2 separate regions of the Sus scrofa genome follow, and region 2 is linked to region 1. Evidence: chromatin contacts called from public Hi-C data. All regions are on one chromosome and are shown on one strand. Each heading gives the region's core, a stretch centred on a gene start, on an enhancer-like site or on the middle of the called end of the contact. The rest is flanking DNA. Distances are from core to core; before and after follow the strand shown. Region 1 holds the start of PTPRG (receptor-type tyrosine-protein phosphatase gamma). Region 2 overlaps PTPRG (receptor-type tyrosine-protein phosphatase gamma).

Evidence for each region. Hi-C and Micro-C count contacts between places; a contact is called where the count stands out from the background.
Region 2: a contact with region 1 is called in a Hi-C map of skeletal muscle, with 4 times the contacts expected there. The contact joins the enhancer-like site here to the promoter of PTPRG in region 1. A contact is called at or near these places in 2 of 5 promoter capture datasets (fetal liver and liver), 3 of 47 Hi-C or Micro-C datasets (liver, mesenteric adipose tissue and skeletal muscle) and 1 of 2 datasets of contacts at active chromatin or transcription factors (skeletal muscle).

The regions. Positions count from the first base shown.
Region 1 is chr13:43,131,465-43,134,164 of Sscrofa11.1, reverse strand. PTPRG (receptor-type tyrosine-protein phosphatase gamma) reads right to left here and starts at 1,379. Exons shown (of 31, transcript XM_021070772.1): 1 at 530-1,379. The coding sequence starts at 547.
Region 2 is chr13:43,720,483-43,723,182 of Sscrofa11.1, reverse strand. The region is part of intron 8 of PTPRG (receptor-type tyrosine-protein phosphatase gamma); the gene reads right to left. Among named protein-coding and RNA genes, the nearest start is that of C13H3orf14, 180 kb to the left of the region's middle. Within about 2 kb of position 1,337, at least 7 of the 83 cell types and tissues checked have an H3K27ac peak or open chromatin away from gene starts, as enhancers often do. A contact at or near this core is called in mesenteric adipose tissue and skeletal muscle, where this site is marked.

The DNA of each region.
Region 1 (2,700 bases), core at 130-2,629:
ACATCCCCGATTCTTCACGGCCAGCCTTCAGCTTCCACCGTCTGGGCACCAGCCTCCCCAAAGGGTCGGGGAGCAGCAAATCACGCCCCCCCATAAGCTCCTTCAAACCCCGTCTGAGCAAGGGGCGCACCCTGCGCCCCCCAAACCCACAAAGGCATCCTCCCCATTGCCCCGGTCTCAAAAACCCCAGAGCTCTAGCTCCCCCGAACAGCGGCGAATCAGCAGAATGAGTCTTCTTTTCTCCCGACTCCGGCCCCCTTAGGCCCCCCAAACCCGAGAGAAACACAGACTTCTGCGGCCCCCGGCCCCCTTCCCGGCCAGCCCCTACTTCCATCCTCCCCAACCGCCAGCCTCCCTAAATGCTGCCAGAGCCAGCGGAGCGTATCCCTCTCCCCTTCATGGGCGCCCGACCCCCCTCCACTCTCTCCGGGGTCCCGGGGACGGGTGCCTGAGCTCCGTGCCCCGGGAATAACTCCATATCCCCCGCGCGCGCCGGCCAGGGCCGCGTCCCTCGGCGGCCGGCACTCACCGGGGAAGCACACGACATAATGGAGCACGGAACTGGTGATTTTCAGGAACAAAATCCACCAACACGGTTCCAGTAACCTCCGCATGTCCGAAAACGCACATCGAAAAGAGGAAGGCAGGGGGGTGGTAAACTTGTTGAATAAGTTCTTGCCTCCGTGTGAGCCTCCAAGCCTGGGCTCTTCCCCTGCTCGCCCGCTCAACGGGCCCCCCGCTCTCGGCGGCCCAAGTCCCCCTGGAATCCGGGAAACCGCTGAGCGCCCCCCGGAAAAATCTCAAAAAGTGACCGGGAACGTGGAGCCACGCTGGGGACGATCCTCGGCGGAGAAGGGCTGTTTTCTGTTCAAATAGGAGCGAGCAGGGCGAGGAGTCGGCGCGCGGCGGCGATGCCCGGGGCCCGGGGCAGGCAGGGACTGAAGGCGGCGGCGGCGGCTAGCAGCCGAGGATCCCCAACTTGAATCGGCAGCGCAGCCCTAAAGCCGGCGGGCGGCGGCGGGGCTGAGCGCGGCACAGCGTCTCCGGGCTTCAGGCAGGCAGCTCCTTCCAGGGCCCCGGGAAGGAAGGAGGCATGTTTGCGAGCAGGGAAGGGGAGGGTAGTGGCAGGAGGAGCGAAGAGCCCCCCCAAAATAGAAACGGCTAGAGGAAACCAAGGAAAACACAAAGGATCTCAGAGGGGCGCTGGGGCGAGGGCGCCTTCAGTCCATGCTCCTGAAAGTTGTGGCTCCGGCGCGAGCTGGGGAGGATCGGGGAGCGCGGGGCTGGAAACTAGCCATGCCTCCATACAGGAAGTAACATGTGAGCATGGATCCTGGCAGAGACTTTAAAGCCGGCGAGCGAGCAGGGGGCGCGCGGCGGCGGTGGCGGCGGCGCGCGATCAAGGACGCGCGGAGACTGCGGGGACGCGCAGCGGGGCTGCCGGCAGCGGGCGCGCGCGCACCGCGCTCTTAAAGCAGCCACGCTCGGCTCCCGCCTCTGTGGGGTCCCACAGCCCACTTCTCTCCCCTCGCCAGGCCGGAGTGCTGTGGACTCGGCGGGGGCAGTTTGGGTGCCGAGGGCTGCTCTGGCTGGGTCTCGGAAAGCGGGAGAAGGGCAGCTGCTTCTAGGGGTCAGCGAGTCTTTGCCAGATTCCCGTTCAGCTAGCTCTTAAAGACGCCGCAGTTTGAGCGGCTTTGGCAGCTGTCCCCTGGACCCCGTCAGCGTTTTTCGCGGACGGGAGACTTGTAGGGGCCCAGGCTCGGGTTTGAAGAGAGGAGGGGGGCCGACGGCTGCCTTCATAGCGTGATGGGGTTTCGTGTTGGGTTTCCGCGCCTTGGTAGCGCCGCGGCGGGGCGCGCCCTGCTCACTCCTTGCTTGCGCCCCCCAGCCTGGCGAATTCCCCCGCTTTGGAAACAAAGCCGAATGGCCTTTGCACTCGGACTGAGCTTTGAGATTTAATTTTTTTCTTCATTTCTCTCTCTCTCTTTTCCTTTTCTTTTCCGCCTTCCATTGGCCATGTTCCCGACTGGGGAGAGGTGGGGGTGGGGAGGCATATCGATCCTAGGCTTTTGAAATCCTGTCCTTCCGAGTCCCACACCCCTTTTCCCGGCGCCACGATGGTTCGGTGGCAGAGTTTTCCCAACTCGCGGCTTCACAGGAGGAGGGAAGGTTCCCTTACTCCGGCCTGGTGGTGGAGAGGGTGCAGGAAGTGCGCCTCTTACCCCTGACTGGGTGAAAGCTGCGCCCCTGGGCAGGACCGATTTCCTGGCAGCTACTCGGGGAGCCGCAACCTCTTTAGCAATCGCGGAGAGGCGTGTGAGGGAAATGGGAGGACTGGGCTTATCTGTTAGAGTTTTGTCCCTTGGCTCTCGGTGAGAGAGATCTTTATCGCTAAGACTTCTAAGCGCCCTATTTTCCCCTCTTATGGCGGTGCTAAAAGTGGGGGAGGTGGGCTTTTGATTAAATGGGTAATTCAGCCAAAGTAATTAGCCATTTGTAATTTTTGCCTAATTTTTCTGCCTCAGTTTAAAAGCCATCTTGACTTGTTTTTATCATGCCCCTGCTGTTTCATCCCACCACGCAGGGTCCTCCACCCACCCAAACATCCCAACCGGATGCTAGGTTTTCAAATAATATACACATGTTCGAAATCCTCCCACAAGATGTGATTAGGGAAGTAGTTTTACACCCACACTTCCA
Region 2 (2,700 bases), core at 88-2,587, 590 kb before region 1:
TATGGGATTAACAGGAGTTTCCTTCATGGCTCAGCAGTTAATGAACCTGACTAGGATCCATGCGGATGCAAGACTGATCCCAGGCCTTGCTCAGTGGGTTAAGGATCTGGCGTTGCCATGAGCTGTGGTGTAGTTCGAAGACATGGCTCAGATCCCCGTTGCTGTGGCTGTGGTGTAGGCCATCAGCTGCAGCTCTGATTATACCCTAGCCTGCGAACTTCCCTATGCTGCGGGTGTGGCCCTAAAAAGACAACAACAACAACAACAACAACAAAAAAAGTATGGAATTAACAGATACAAACTGCTACACATAAAACAGATAAGCAACAAGGATTTACTATATAACACAGAGAATAATATTCAGCATCTTATAATAACCTATACATATAAAACTGAATACTATATATATATGTAAAACTGAATCACTTGTCTATATACCTGAAACTAACATAATGATGTAAATCAACTGTACTTCAATAAAAAAGTCATGTAAATAGAAAAAATAAACTAACCTTTTTGATATTTATTTCCTTTTTAACAGAACCTCCAAGAAGCATTTAAGGAAAACTCATGGCTAGAGAAAATTATAGGCAGTATCATATTTTAAACTGCAGAAGCCAATAGTCCTGGAAAGGAAAAGTTGGCATGGCCAAAGTGCTATCATCTGAGAGCCACTGTTGTAGAAGAAAACACATGCTGGAGTAAAAATGATCAAGTTCCCTGATGATCATGAACACAAGGCAGGCACCTGTCTCCATGCACTGCTTCTGCTCCTTTGACCTCCCCAGGACTGAGGGTGCTGCCATTTTTGTGGGGTGCTTTTGGCCTGATATTTATAGTCAGTGTTTAGTGGAGCCACATAAGCCAGGCTGACTGCTGACCAAGGAAGCCAACCTGTGATTCCATCAGCAACATCATATTGAGATCTAGATTATCACAGGAGCCAGAGTCGAGCTCACTGACTTGAATGCCCAAGAAGCACAAAAGAGGGAAAAGAGGCAGTTGCTCATATTTACTCTGGAAGATTTCAAAGAAATTCACATCTTACCAGTCCGACAGTTTGTGCTAAGCATTAATTTTAGGGGGAACATGGCTGTCCTTTTCACTGCTGACAGGGAGCCACTCTGCATGAGAGAAAAGAGGGGCCTTTGGAGAAAAAGAAGGATGAAGGACCAGGAATGTTTTCTTCCTGATACAAGCAGACATGGGATTCGGTCTACTTGGCGTCTCTGAATTGGCTGTTTGCCTTTCTGAAATGAACATTCTGTGCTAACTCCAGAAAGAATGTTGGCAGGGTCAGGGTGGGAAGATCTGAAACGATAATACTCAGATGGCCAACACGTTCCCTTCCGTGGACCTACACAGCTGTGACCTCCACTCAGCTCACCCTCAAGGATCCAGCTGGGCCATGTGAAAATGAGCTGTTTCTTCCCTTGGGACAAAGAAAAGGGTATATGAAGCTGTGCCAGATACAGTAAAGTGTTTAGGGTAAAGAAACTAGGAGGTCAGTGAGATGAATTTATTTCTTCACTAGTTTCTGGAAACAATAGTACCTACAGAGAAGTCATACTAAAAATCCCAGAGAAAAACCCTTCAATTATTTTTCTCCCCACATGTATGGGTGCAGGGTAGAATAAAAAGATGGTAACAAAGCATTTTCTGGATACTCAGTTCCCAAATGTCAAAATGCTTCTAATTGACAAATACTTGACAAGCTACCAAGCCTAAAACTTTGCCTTTTATGTAGATCCACTAAACTGCCACGAAACCCAGTAACTGTTAATTACCTGGCTAAACAATTGCCTCTCTATGCCTCCCCCTCACAGGGCATCCTACCAAAAAAAGAAGAGAAAAAAAGCCAAACTTGAATTTCTTAACCTCATTATCTCAAACCTTTATATCTTTGAAGACAAAAGCATTTATCTTAACCGACAAAAGGGGGTCCCTTTTCAAAGCTCTGTCCCATGAATCTTGAGGATATAAATATTTGGGCTGCAATTTTATTTGATTTTAATAAAACAATGCTGGCTTCACCATTAGGAAGAAAACTTTTTTCATATTTCATTATCTCCGTAAGGCCAGCAGATCCTGTTCAGCCACTAAATTGCTAGTCTTTCTTTTTATCACAATGGAATGAAGAGAAAAAAAAAAAAGTCTGAAAGTAAAGCATCTGCCAACTTCAGAGAGGCCAAATAAATGTTTCCCCTGGCCCCACACTACCTACCTTTGTTAATGGGCTATCTCTTCTGTACAAAGCTCCTTCTAGGTGACCTGCTCCATTTACCACCCCCTGCTCCCCAAGGCAACATTGGATGTCTCAGAACAGGACCAGTACCTCTGCTGATTTGCTGAAAAATGAACACAGGACCCAAAGCCAGCCAATTTGCTGGGTTGCCAACATCTATTTGGATCTCTTCCTGAATACTTGGCCAGACTGTTATCAGTTGGTGGCTGGCCCTTGAGTTGAAAGGTCAACTAATATTAGAGTAACCATATTGGGTTCTACTCCCCTCCAAAGAAAACCCACACTCAAACTGAGAGAGAGAAGGAACCAGAATTTTGAAAAAGTACGGAGTCACAAAGCGTGGATGAAACTAAGATGTAAGAGTCTGTATGGCCCTGAAAGGCAGAGAGTACACTTGCTCCTCACTTTCTAGCTACAGTCCTGGTCGTGACAGCTTCATCTCGGGATGTCCCTGC